Linked DNA regions of Hordeum vulgare: region 1 is linked to region 2. A link is a contact called in public Hi-C data. All regions are on one chromosome and are shown on one strand. Each heading gives the region's core, a stretch centred on a gene start, on an enhancer-like site or on the middle of the called end of the contact. The rest is flanking DNA. Distances are from core to core; before and after follow the strand shown.

What was found. A called contact is a pair of places that touch in the nucleus more often than the background predicts.
Region 1: a contact with region 2 is called in a Hi-C map of seedling, with 6 times the contacts expected there. The contact joins the promoter of LOC123424786 here to the promoter of LOC123424785 in region 2. A contact is called at or near these places in 5 of 6 Hi-C or Micro-C datasets (leaf, seedling and an unstated tissue) and 1 of 1 datasets of contacts at active chromatin or transcription factors (embryo).

What each region holds. Positions count from the first base shown.
Region 1 is chr2H:46,572,701-46,580,429 of MorexV3_pseudomolecules_assembly, forward strand. It overlaps LOC123424786 (potassium transporter 7), which reads left to right and starts at 5,916. Exons shown (of 9, transcript XM_045108478.1): 1 at 5,916-6,503; 2 at 7,164-7,401. The coding sequence starts at 6,471.
Region 2 is chr2H:46,311,866-46,318,912 of MorexV3_pseudomolecules_assembly, forward strand. LOC123424785 (cysteine-tryptophan domain-containing zinc finger protein 7-like) reads right to left here and starts at 2,214. Exons shown (of 13, transcript XM_045108477.1): 1 at 2,068-2,214; 2 at 1,215-1,287; 3 at 1,000-1,127; 4 at 509-871; 5 at 1-405. The coding sequence starts at 2,205.

The DNA.
Region 1 (7,729 bases), core at 4,666-7,165, 260 kb after region 2:
ATATCGATGCCGACACATGATATGTGAGAAAGAATGACCATTTAACTCTTGGATTTGAGGCTCTTTTGGCAATGACAATTTTTCGGGGATCCGGTCAAGGGATTTTGATTCTTGCCTGGATGGCGGAGGGCTTGATACGGCATGCCATCAGTCTTTTTTGAGAAAGGAGATAGTCGTCTGTAGGGACCATGGTGTAATTTCTTTATTTTTCAAGTGTATTTTTATTATTGATTTTGTAAAAATCCTAGTGATTTTTCAGATAAAAACCATTTTTAAGTCGTCACTTTTAGCGTCATATTTTGCATCTTTAACTTTCACGCATTTTTAATGAAAAATGGTAGGAAACCAACACACAAATGCTAGACTAATATCAAAGGTTGTAAAAGAACCGTCGACCGCTCCATCATATGCGAGAACCTGTAATCGTTGAACACATTGTTGTCGAGGCATATAACTTGCAAGGAAAGCTATCAAATTGTTCATTCATCGCTTCACGTTAGAAGACTAGGAGCATAAAATGAAATATGAAAGAGAATGTTTGACGGAAAGTGTGCTTCTGAGCCCGAGCTCAAATGAGCTCGGGGGTGAACAGTAAAATTCAAAAAAAAAACTGAATTTTTTTTATGACAAACATTGACAAAAGTTCTAAGTGCCTGCAAAATTACATTACGAAATCACATTTGTGGAAGTCGTGGCAAAAAAAACAAAATCAATACTCCAAAATGCTTTTAAAAATAGCATTTTCAGAATATCGATTTTGTTTTTTTGCCACGCCTCACAAAAATGTGATTTTTTGATGAAATTTCGCAAGATATTAGAACTTTTATCAATGTTATCACAAAAAATAGAATTTTTTGATTTTCTTTTAAATTTTTTTGATTTTACTGTTCATCTAAGCTCATTTGAGCTCTGAGAAACTCTATGTCCATGTTTGACCAAACCATGTGTTATTATCGTCGTCGTTGACAAGACATGCCAAGTGTGAGGCAAACATACTAGATGTCAATGGTCCACTAGACAAAAACACGATGGACGGCTCGGTGATGGCCCCATGGGCGACGATGATTAGGGCGAAGATGTCGCGAGACTTTTATTCCATTCGACAACGTTGTTATCATTTCGATGTTGGTGGACCATGTAAATGTGATCTATCTATACCTACTAATAAAGCAAGGATCGCTTCTGTCGTACGCCATTAAGTTTGCCCCTGAAGTTGACAAAAATTACCCACCAATGTCACCCGTAAGTTACACTACCGATTCATTTTTTTCTAAAGTCGCCAGCGTCCAGATTATTCCATGTAGTATATTATCCTATTACAAATCATCACCCCGCCAGCAGCCTACTGCTTGGAGCCTTGCACTTCAACTCAGCCAACCTGAGTTCGATCTCCACCGCTCTCCTTTTTCTTTCTTTTCTCTTGATTTCAAGTGAGCGTAAGATAGAATAGCCTCGCCCAAACCCAGCCATTTTTTTATTTTTTTGGCAGATTCAAGTATTTTCAAAAATAATCATATCTTTCAATACTAACTTGAAATTTAGAAAGTTCTATAGAAAATCATTGAAAAAATGTGTACATTCCAGATATGATATTATCTTGCATGATAATCATTTCTAAAATTATTTTTATGTTACACCCTTAATTAGTACTTTATTTTATATGGGGTATTTGAAAATGCCTATTCGTTATACATATCATTACAGATTCATTGTTTTCAATGAAGATATCTAACATGTTTGCAAGCAAATTAAGCCATGACTTGGATTACAGTTACAAACACATATATCAACAAAACAAAACTAATGCTCTTATGCACGTGCTATCATGGAGTACTAAAGTGTAATTTGCTATTTTATGCATTATTATTTTCACGGGTAATGCATTATTTTTTAGGTATCACTAAGGAGAAACACCACAAAGACGTGAATTGATACCGGCAACTAGGTAGATATGTCTGTTGTCTAATAAATTGAACACAACTTTAGTTACTTAAAAAAAATCATCCCACCTTTATATTTGTGCACAACATCATTTATCATGTTGTTTCTCGTACGATGTTGTGATAAAATTAATATTATTTTTTGATGTCGTCAAGTGTGTGTATGAGATGATTTATTTTTTTCCGTTGCAACGCATGGACATGTGTGCTAGTATAATCAATGAGCCAACGATGGAAACATTCCCTTAAACAAGCTATGAAAGTCCTGGTGTCCTGGTTACAAAATGGCAATTATATACGATCCCTAAAGAAATGGCAATTATGCAGCCAGGGCATCATCATCATCGGACCATTTAGGCGGACACGAATATTTCGCACGGTGGTTATCAAATCATGCGATGCCATCTGATTCAGTCTGACTATGAAACCAAACAATAATTTTGAGTGCATCGCTCAGCTTGGCACATCCTAGTGAGAGTACGACCGTACTCGCCGCATAGACCCTCTTGACTTGCACAAGCGGCCAAAGGCACCCCGAACGATCCTCGGCCGTCGGATTGACTGAAAACGGCGACGTGTATCCATCAAAAGCAGCGAGCCAGCAATAGTTTACATACATACATACATAGAAGTAACGCAAAAGTCATTTTCCCCGCAACTTGTTGTTGTTAGCGTAGCCAACTAATGGTCGTTGACCACGACAGGTTCCGTACAGGGATACGTGTATGTCCAGTTTAAAATCGGTTGTGATCGCTAATGATTCCTCCTAAAATATCAAGAGGATCGCCAATGATTGCGGTTTTTTAATTGCGCGGACGGGACACGAATCATATTCATATTTTCCCATACCGGTGTTGGTGTGAGGTTGGATGCGGCCGCTCGATGTATGGATGACTTCTGTACACTTTACAAATGAACAAACAGCAGAACAAACAAATAGCTATTGTTTTAGCCCAGCAGAGAAAAATAATGTGAGCGTAGCTCGGATGGTTACTGATAACTTTTCTTTAGAACATGGTTACTGATAACTTGACCTACTGTGTTCAACGTCCATAGTAACTTTGTCACATAACCCCTCTGCACGGCCGGTCCATACATTTTAGAGGCCCTGGGGCGAGACAACGAAACTGGACCCTTGTAGACAGATAAAAATTTAAAATTTATCGTATTTAAAGCAATTCAGTAATCAGTACATAGTATAGATCAATTTTCTTTGAACAGGGACAATGAAACGCACGCCACATGAAATTTATCGGATTCTATTAGTTCATCTTTCTGTTTTTTTCTCTTCCTTTTCTCACTACCAGATAAACATTTTCTAAAAGACACGTCACCAATCAATTTGCAAAAAAGAAAGTCAATACAGGGAACAAAAGCACCTGGATATGGGCTCGATGTGAAATCTTCCCTGTGCTCCCTACACTCTCTCTGTATCAAAAATAAATCAGTTTTCATAGAGGAGTAGAGGACCAAGTAGCAGAGAAAATGAGAAATGGCAACCTGCTTGCTCCAGCCTCCAGAGATGCACCTGCGCAGGCCCTGCCCCTGCACCGGCGAGTAGAGAAGGCGATGTCCTTCCCGAGTTCCCCTGCTCTGAAATTCCGAATCTGAAGGAGGAGTCTCTCAGCTATTTAACATCAAATCTGCAGGATTGCGGGATTGGGAAAGGAGGGAGAAGATTGGGGAAGGGAAATCACCATTGGTATCCATTAATAGCGGCACGGGATCGACGACCTCGTCGCCTCGAATCAGGCGCGGGACTGCGGGAGCCGCGGCGTTGTTCCTCATCTGGACTCTCGAGGCGAGGCGGCCGTAGGAGGTGAGGCGACGAGTGCTAACAGGCTCGCTAGTCGCTAGGTGCCGCAGTGCTGGGCCGGGGCCCCTACCTCCCAGGGGCCCAGGGCGGACGCCCCGTTGCCCCGGCCTGTGGGCCGGCCCTGCCCCTCTGTAACTAAATATAGCAACAAAAAAAAACTACGAGACAATCTCGCCGGTGACAACCCCTCTGTAACTAGAGAAACTGATTTTTTTTGTGCATGAAAGATAATTTGGCGCCTAAGATGCGATGTAAATTCTAAATCATTTGAACATATGAATAGCTTTCAGTAAAAAGACAAATTAAATCAAAACAATACATGAACAATAAAAATTTTCACATACCTTTTTTTTTGTTGCCGGAGCTACTCATATGTCCAAACAATCTGAAATTTGTAATTAGGTCAAAACAATACATGAACATTTTACATATCCTTTTTTTTTGCCAAGAGCTACTCAAGTATCCAAATGATCTGAATTTAGAGCTCATCTCACGCAACAAATTATTTGCATGCAAAGAATATTCAGATTTTTTGGAAATTTTCTAGTACTTCTTATGAATTTCCGGTTCTGAGACTAAATAGCCTCGTTTCCTAAGAAAATGTCTTATATTTATTTGCAGTAAGTATTTACTGGCCGTACTTGTTTCGGAAAATTACATGATGCTCACAACATCTACAACCAAACGCTCCAAATCCGCCACATATGTTTGGGCAGATAGCCCACTTAGCGTCCAGTCACAAAAACTCAAACAAACATCTTAAATAAAGTCTCAAACGTTCGGGCTGACGACACCCTCATATCCAGCTCAAATGTAGGGCCGTTATGGAGGTGCCCCCAGACCCCAACATGTCCGTCATGTCGGACCCGTCCCATGCTGACCCCACCCGACCCATACATATTCCTCTCATCCGTTCTCCGAATCAAATCCTAACCACTTCATTCCAGTCCCCTTCGCTAGCAAAGCTCACGTCCGACAATCTCAAACCTTCTTCGGTATGACAAGCAACAGAAACATCTACAGATCCATTGACCACAAGCTCATTCCACGCGGCCTCAAGGAGGAGATGATCGTGTGGCTTGCGCTTCGCCGCTCCTGGGAGGAGGCCGTCGGCAACAACGCTTGGACCCCTCCCATTCGTCGCTGTTGCGAATCGCTAGGGGTGCCATTGTTGCCTTGCCTGAGGCGGTGTGGTACGTCTGTCATCTGAACGAGGTGGCAGACTCGCAACCCCTTCGTTAACACGCCGAGCTAGAGGACACACCATGTGCATCGTTCAACACAAACACGGCGCGCCGTGCCCGTCGTGCAAGGCAGCGGACACGGGAGACGGCACAGCCCTCGCGGAGGTGGACGTTGCCGAGGCGGAGTCACATTCTTTGGCGCCCCGTATGATGCACCCGTGCGGGCACTGCAACCGTGTCGTGCTGGACGTTGCCGGCTCCACCCAGGACAAAGGCATCAAAGATCTCATGTTCACCGACACCGTTGAGGTTCAGGGCTCCGGTGAGGAAGAGTAAGGCATGTGAAACGGCCGAGGCTTGACTCTCACGAGCCGGCTCGTGTCCCATGTCGGCGACCGGACAAACACTCTACCCCGTCGACGACCGGACCAACGCTCTACCCCGTCGGCGACCGGACCAACACTCTGGAAAGCGCATCCGGCCGTCGGACATGGACATGCCAAAGCCCGACAATTTTCCTAAAGTATTAGGTTTACGTTACAAGTAATATTATGGATATGAAGTTTATAATTTGAAACATCTGGCTGTAAAATGGATTACCAAAATCTTAACTTAACGCGCGTTTGAAGGACCAGATTTGTCAAACCGGTCTCAGCCGACTCCAATTTCAACATGCTGACTTGGAGGGTGTTTGGAATCTCTCCCGTTTAAAACTTCACTCCATGGGAGAAGTCCGATTTTAGCCACTCCTTAAAATTATGCTGGCGCTCCCTCCGCTCCAGGAGCCGCTGTCGTGGAGCAGAGAGGATCCGAACGCGTCCTTGGTTTCTGTTTCACCTTTTTTTTCAACAAACTCCACGTGGCGCTCCCGAGAAACAGACTCCGCGTGAGCAGGTTTGTGCGCATCCGCGTGCTGTTCACGGCGTTCCCTCCTTGTTTTAGAAATCGCGGGCGGACGATCTTTCTTCCTGTTGAGAATCTGTTGAGGGAACACATGAAGTAAACTCCGCACCACACGCACGACTCGCAGCAGCAGGCAGCTGCAGATCCCATCGCCATCCCATCCCTTTCCGCCCGCCGTGCGCGCCCATCGCATCGGCATCGCACGTGCGAGCCCCGCCTCCACTGACGCCCGGGCCCACCCCGCCAGCCCCGCGAACCCCACGGCGCCGCCGCCCACGCTGCTCCTACGCGTCGTCCTCGAGACGGCGACGTGAGCAGGCAGGCAGGCAGGCACCAAGCGCCCCCGGCTCGCGGCTCTCCCCTCCCCCGGTTGAGTCTCGTCGTCGCCCGCGTCCGCCTACAAAACCAGACGAGGGGAGGAGAAGCGTCTCTCCTCCTCCCACCCCCACCCCCACCCCCGTCGCTTTCCCAGGCCCTCCTGCCCGCCCCGGCTCGCCGAGCTAGCTAGCTCCGGGGCCGTAGCTCCAGTACGTGGTCGCGGCTTCTACCCTCCCCTGCTGCTGCTGCCTCTTCGACTAGCCGCCGCAGCCGCCGCCGCGAGAATTCAGTGGTGGGCGGGTGCCCCCAATGGACGAGGAGATCGGCGCCGCCGCGCGGCAGGTAACCAACTGCTCCGCGACTCCGCTCCACCCGTCTCCATGCCGCCTCGGGAATTCGGATTATGAAGGGGTGATTGTGGGTCTTACCTGATGATGGCGAGATTTCGATTTCGCTTATCGGAGGCGGGGGTGGATTTATTTTTACCGCCGGATGCGGGATGGTGCGTGCGGCTGTGCAGTCATCCTGGTTATATAATTGGCTGCGTAGTTGCTTTGTTATAGGTTCAATTTTGCTTGGTTCTAGAACATTGGGGTCATCCGTATCATGTCACTGAATCGGGTCAACTGCTTCGTTGGTGCTTGACTGCTTGCTCGATGCTCAGGCTGGCCATGAATCGACCTTCCTGTTTTCACCTTCTTACAGGCATCAGCATCCTCATCGTAGTTCTCTGTTCATAGAGTTTCAGATTCGGAATTCGGGGTCACCCTCTAGAGGCGTAGACTATACTGGAAATTCGTGATACAACGCAGCCTGTTTCATCAGCTGTTGGTTTATCCAATTTTGGCCAACCTCGCCGGAAATAGGCATATCCCTGCAATTGCATTGGCAGTTTGTTTTGTGTACTACTACTAGTTTAGTTGAGACGTTCAACGAGTCAGCGACCAGTTTCTTGTGGTCGTTGTTCGTAGCCTTGCTGTGCTGATGGTTGTTGTTTCGCAGGGCCAGTGGAAATATCACAAAGCTCTCTCCCTACTAGCGTTTCAGAGCTTTGGTGTGGTGTATGGAGACCTGAGTACGTCGCCTCTCTATGTATTCAAAAGCGCACTGTCTGGACTGGATGATTACAGTGATGAGGCGACTGTCTTTGGATTGTTTTCACTGATATTTTGGACCTTGACACTCATTCCTTTGCTCAAGTACGTCATAATTGTCTTGGCTGCTGACGATAATGGCGAGGGTGAGTGACTTCATTGTACTTGTTTGTCTTGTTGGCTTCCTAATGGAAGTGTGCATGCTACTGTGTTCTAATTTTGGTTTATTTAATTTGGAGGAAGTGTTAGCCTAGCTTAGATCACCCATAAACTCTGGTAGGCAAAGAGGAACGTAGGAAAGGCGAAATTCTGTAGTAAGATTGTAAGCATAACAAGCAACAGACATTATAGCCATAAGTATTTGTTCTTTCCCAAAAGGATGAGCTTGTGTTCCTTCTCCTTTACAGTAGAGTGGTGACTTGAGCTACCTAGTAGTTATTTTCGTTAGCTATTTTTTTTCACTTCACATGGTTA
Region 2 (7,047 bases), core at 964-3,463:
CAATCGATCATCTTTGTTTCTTTCCAAAGATTTTCCTGCTGCTTCTTCTTTAAATTGACAATTGCCGTTTGCATCCATGCTTCTGGGACTAGACAGTAATGGTATGCTGAGAGCTTCCGATGCAATCTTCTGGGCAGCAAGTGTTTCAATATCGATCTCATTTTTCATAAATGCACTGATATCGTTTCTGTTATTTGACCTCTTCGTATCTGTGGGTTTCTTTTTCTTACCATCAGGCTTCATTTTCTTAACCACATGCCCTTCAAATGCTTCCTGTGCATTTTCCATCTCCAAGCTTGTTTCCCATTTCTTCAATGAAGGCACAACCTTCTTTGTCAGTTGCAACAAACTGCCGTGAAGAGGGGATAACAAGTACCCTCCAGGAACTGAAAAGCATGTCATGATCTGTGTGATCATGTTTAAAGAATGGAAGTCATTATGTGCCCTATGAACCGTTCATAATAAAATACAGTACACGATGCTAATACAGTGATCATGTAGACTTTACCTGAAGAATGGTCCGGGGAGATTCAAGTTGCACATTGCTAAATTCCGGGGAGAGGTCCCCGTGGCCATCAGGGCTTTCCTCCACGGATGAAGGTGAAGAAATGTCAAGGCCCAAACCACTGTAAATAGCTGCATTATTTCTTGCCAAGACATTGTCGGAACCAACTTTTATCCGTACTTTAAATCTATTCTGGTCACTAGACTTAGATGGACCATTTGAAGGATCATGGGTGCTAGAGCCCCTTTTAGACGCTGTGCTTTCACATCTTTCCTTTTTAACTGAATCACCAGAAAAGGGAGCCACAGAACCATTATTCTGAGAAGCAGATGGAACGGCCATAGCCGGAGGGTTCTGAGACACATCCTACATTATAAGCCATTAGATCAGACTCAAAAGAAGTAAACCATCAAATCATCAATGTCAAATGAATTAATGTACATGACAATGCTGATCCAGAAACCAGACAGTACAGCCAAAGCCAACTTAAGCACCTCAGTAGACTGGTGATAAGGAGATCTTGAACTAGTATTTGCCACCTTAGGTGGAGTTCTAGTGTGGGGCGGAAGGGGGGAACGCTGGTAGGTTGGCAAAAATGAGCCATATCCACCAAATTTTGATCCTGTGAAAGATTAGCGTCACATTTAATGTTTCTTAAGAATGAAGCCAGATCTGAGCTAACTGCAGCCACAGCAAAACATTTCCTCACCTAGATTCTCTGCAGAAACGCCTCCTTCAAAGTCCTTTTGAAAATGACCTAGTACATTTTGGAGTTTTTCATCCTACAACAAGACGAACAGGCATAAAAAAATGCTAGTGACTATTAAATTCATGTTGAAATTTTTCATACAAACAATGAACTAAATGAGAATAAAGGAATAGTGATCCCTTTTATAATTCCAAACAAGACATTTATTGAGGTAAATTAAAAGGCAGTTGCCTGCCTCCAACCGTTTTTCCATTCCAACTAAAGCTTCAATATTCCTGTTTTTTTTAGCGATGTCGAAACTTGCCGAAGTGCCAATGCCATGGATTTAGCTTAGTGGTAGAGGAGAGGGGGTCAGGGTTTGATCCATGTAACAAATTGCCACTAGTAAACCAAAACCAACACCCCCATCAGACTCGGAGATTAGCTTCTTTAGTTCCATAACAACCCGCATCAAAGAAGTGCTCACTTGACAAATTTAGCATCATTGCCATTAACAAGAGCGACAAACAGCGTAAAACGTAAATGATCAACCAATGCGACCGCTTCGGGTACCAACGTGAACCAAAGCGACGAATCTCGCAAACTTTAATTGATTCACCAACGGAGCCGACCGCCGGCAACGGCTAGACCGGCATCATTCACACCTGCAAAGCCGGAGAATCGAACAAACTCGTGCGCGCGCTCGTCCGTTACCTAGGCACGCAGATCAAGCTCATTTCGTTACACTAGAAAAGTGGAGTAGGCGCGTTGCATACATCTAGTGGCCATGTAGTACCGAAATGGGCATGGAAGCTGCAGTGATGGAGCAAGCAAGCAAGCAAGCAAGCATGCGAGCGAGAGGAGGGGCACTCACAATGTAAGCGAGGGTGACGTCGGGGTCGTCGAATGGGGGGATGTCGTCCCCGTAGGCCTCCCCCTCCTCCAGCTCGGCGTGGTCCGCCATGCCGGCGGCGCCGCCAGCATCCTCCTGCCGCCTCCGCACGGACAGCATCCACCCGCCCGCCCGCCCGCCCGCCTGCGCACGCCCCCGGTCAACCGCCCCGCCCCGCCCGGGCCCACCTCCCACAGCCCGCCCCGCCCTCCTCGCCCCCGAATCGCAAGCTCGAATCCCGCCCGCGAGCTCCCCGATCGGCCGAATCCCCCCGAATCGCAGCCCCCGCCTCCGCCGCAGCTGCCCGAATCGGCCGGCTCCGACGCCCTCCGGATTTGGGGATCGCGAGATTCGGGCCCTCCGCCCCCCTACACACACACACACACACCCTCCCTCCCTCTCTCGCCTCTCGCTGTCCGCCTCGTCGCCCCGGCCCGGCGTCTCGAGGCCTCGTCGCACGCGAGGGATTTGTGTGTGTTTTTTTCTTTTACCAATTGCCTCACGCGACAGAGCTTTCTGCGGCTGGCTGCTTGCTGCTGCTGCTGCGGCCGCCTTCCCCCCCTCTCTCTCTCCCCCCACGTTTGGTGGTAGACGACCTGGTGTGGTGCGTGCTGGTGGGTGGTGGTGATGGATGGGCGGGCGCCTGTTTGCCCGTCGATGGTTTTCTTTTCCCTTCCCACCCCCACCCCCACCCCCGGCTTTTCCACGGCCGGACGGGTCCCGCTCGAATGTTCCCTCTCCCTCCCAGGGGGATGCATCCGTTTGGGAAGGTGGTTAAAATGTGCCGCCGCCACGGATCCCGGTATCCTTCACTTGCTTCCTGTCACGCCTTTCTGCTACGAGAAGGAATGCGTGCTACGGGGCGTGTTTCCTGCCGTCTGCGGCTCGTTTACACCGGCGACGTCCAAAGAGAGGGGTAATTTTGACATGTTCGAGACATGGTTTGGTTCCCCCGCCCCGCCCCCCTGTTGAAACCCGCTCCCGGGGAGGAAAAGGAAGAGCTGGGGAGAGGCGGGAAGAAATGCCGGGCCGCTTGACGCCTTGCGCCACGGTTGCTTTCCTTGCATCGCATGTCCTTGTCACAAAGTTGTCTCTGGCCTTTCACTTGTTCCGATCAAGTGATGGTTTGCTACCCCGGTGCGGGTTGGGTGGGTAAACGTAGGTGTGGTTAGGATATGAATGAATGAATGAATATCTGCGTTAGGCCACCTGTGCTTTGATTGTTTTTTCATCGGCGTCGGGGTTTTCTTATACTTCCTCCGTCCCAAAATAAATGTCTTAATCTTAATACAATTTTGTATTAAAGCTAGTACAAAGTTGAGACACTTATTTTAAGACGGAGGGAGTATCTCGTAGGTGCTGACGAAGTATGTATAAAAAAGAGTGTTGAATTCTTTTGCCGAAAAGATGGTTTGGATGTTTAGAAGAGAAGAGACAACATAGACGTTTGTTAGATAAAGTTGCACCCACACACGTTTTCTAAGGTTGCTGTAACAAAAGGTGTGAGTGGGTATAGCATTTTGTTGGGCATCTCTGGCTCATCCATATATCTTTAGAGCATCTCTAGCACACCCAGTATAATGTCGATCCATAAAAATTGTTTACAGTTTGCGAAAAGCGGTTTTTGCGGGACGATGCGGGCGCGGACAGAGTCAGACCCCCCAAAACGGACCCGTATAAAAGGATATTCGCAGAAGATGCTATTATACGGGTTGTCAATGCGGGGTCTGCTTAGGCGCCACCGCATCGACCCGCAAAACGAATACCCCGTAAATCAGAATTACTCATCATGCGCAATATAAGTAAAATAACAATATTATAAATGCAGTAACCATCCAAAGTACAATAATTATTCAAATCACTGTAGCATTTTCAGTCTTCCTGCAGGTATGAAGAGAAGCTCTAATTCGGTTAGGGTCTCTAGCTGGTTTGACACGTCTGCCCATATTGTCATAGAAGAAATCCAAGTTCATGCCTCTCTCATTTTCGAGAATCATATTGTAGAGAATAACACAGCATGTCATGATGTTTTTTAAGGATCGCTTGTCCCAAAACCGAGCAGGACTACCAACAATGGCAAACCTGTTGGGGAACGTCGCATGGGAAACAAAAAATTTCCTACGCGCATGAAGACCTATCATGGTGATGTCCATCTACGAGAGGGGATGAGTGATCTACATACCCTTGTAGATCGTGCAGCAGAAGCGTTAGGGAACGCGGTTGATGTAGTGGAACGTCCTCACGTCCCTCGATCCGCCCCGCGAACAATCCCGCGATCAGTCCCACGATCTAGTACCGAACGGACGGCACCTCCGCGTTCAGCACACGTACAGCTCGACGATGATCTCGGCCTTCTTGATCCAGCAAGAGAGACGGAGAGGTAGAAGAGTTCTCCGGCAGCGTGACGGCGCTCCGGAGGTTGGTGATGATCTTGTCTCAGCAGGGCTCCGCCCGAGCTCCGCAGAAACGCGATCTAGAGGAAAAACTATGGAGGTATGTGGTCGGGCAGCCGTGGAAAAGTCGTCTCAAATCAGCCCTAAAACCTCCGTATATATAGGTGGGAGGGAGGGGAGGAGGCAGCCTCAAAACCTAAAGGTTTGGCCGAAATTGGAGGTGGAGGAGTCCTATTCCAATCCTACTTGGAGTAGGATTCCACCTTCCCACTTGGAAACTCTTTCCACCTTGTGTTTTTTCCTTCTCAAACCTTATGGGCCTTAGTGGGAACTTATTCCAGCCCACTAGGGGCTGGTTTATCTCTTCCCATAGCCCATGAGACCCCTTGGGGCGTGACACCCCTCCCGATGGTCCCCGGCACCCCTCCCGGCACTCCCGGTACACTACCGATGAGCCCGAAACTTTTCCGGTAATGCACGAAAACCTTCCGGTAACCAAATGAGGTCATCCTATATATCAATCTTCGTTTCCGGACCATTCCGGAAACCCTCGTGACGTCCGTGATCTCATCCGGGACTCCGAACAACATTCGGTAACCAACCATATAACTCAAATACGCATAAAACAACGTCGAACCTTAAGTGTGCAGACCCTGCGGGTTCGAGAACTATGTAGACATGACCCGAGAGACTCCTCGGTCAATATCCAATAGCGGGACCTGGATGCCCATATTGGATCCTACATATTCTACGAAGATCTTATCGTTTGAACCTCAGTGCCAAGGATTCATATAATCCCGTATGTCATTCCCTTTGTCCTTCGGTATGTTACTTGCCCGAGATTCGATCGTTAGTATCCGCATACCTATTTCAATCTCGTTTACCAGCAAGTCTCTTTACTCGTTCCGTAATACAAGATCCCGCAACTTACATTAAGTTACATTGCTTGCAAGGCTTGTGTGTGATGTTGTATTACCGAGTGGGCCCCGAGATACCTCTCCGTCACACGGAGTGACAAATCCCAGTCTTGATCCATACTAACTCAACTAACACCTTCGAAGATACCTGTAGAGCATCTTTATAGTCACCCAGTTACGTTGCGACGTTTGATACACACAAAGCATTCCTCCGGTGTCAGTGAGTTATATGATCTCATGGTCATAGGAATAAATACTTAACACGCAGAAAAACAGTAGCAACAAAATGACACGATCAACATGCTACGTCTATTAGTTTGGGTCTAGTCCATCACGTGATTCTCCCAATGACGTGATCCAGTTATCAAGCAACAACACCTTGTTCATAATCAGAAGACACTGACTATCATCGATCAACTGGCTAGCCAACTAGAGGCATGCTAGGGACGGTGTTTTGTCTATGTATCCACACATGTAAATGAGTCTTCATTCAATACAACTATAGCATGGATAATAAACTATTATCTTGATACAGGAATTATAATAATAACTATACATTTATTATTGCCTCTAGGGCATAATTCCAACAGTCTCCCACTTGCACTAGAGTCAATAATCTAGCCCTCACATCACCATGTGAATTACATTGTAATAAATCTAACACCCATACAGTTCTGGTGTCGATCATGTTTTGGCCATGGAAGAGGTTTAGTCAGCGGGTCTGCTACATTCAGATCCGTGTGCACCTTGCATATATTTACGTCCTCTTCCTCGACGTAGTCGCGGATGAGGTTGAAGCGTCGTTTGATGTGTCTGGTCTTCTTGTGAAACCGTGGTTCCTTTGCTAAGGCAATGGCACCAGTGTTGTCACAGAACAAGGTTATTGGATCCAGTGCACTTGGCACCACTCCAAGATCCGTCATGAACTGCTTCATCCAGACACCCTCCTTAGCCGCCTCCGAGGCAGCCATGTACTCTGCTTCACATGTAGAATCTGCTACGACGCTTTGCTTGGAACTGCACCAGCTTACTGCACCCCCATTAAGAATAAATACGTATCCGGTTTGCGACTTAGAGTCGTCCGGATCTGTGTCAAAGCTCGCATCGACGTAACCTTTTACGGCGAGCTCTTCGTCACCTCCATACACGAGAAACATCTCCTTAGTCCTTTTCAGGTACTTCAGGATATTCTTGACCGCTGTCCAGTGATCCACTCCTGGATTACTCTGGAACCTACCTACCATACTTATGGCCAGGCTAACATCCGGTCTAGTGCACAACATCGCATACATGATAGAACCTATGGCTGAAGCATAGGGGACGGAGCGCATATGCTCTCTATCTTCATCAGTTGCTGGGCACTGAGTCTTACTCAATCTCGTACCTTGTAACACTGGCAAGAACCCTTTCTTGGACTGTTCTATTTTGAACCTTTTCAAAACTTTATCAAGGTATGTGCTTTCTGAAAGTCCTATCAGGCGTTTTGAGCTATCCCTATAGATCTTAATGCCTAGAATGTAAGCAGCTTCTCCTAGGTCCTTCATAGAGAAACTTTTATTCAAGTAACCTTTTATGCTCTCCAAAAGCTCTACGTTGTTTCCAATCAGTAATATGTCATCCACATATAATATCAGAAACGCCACAGAGCTCCC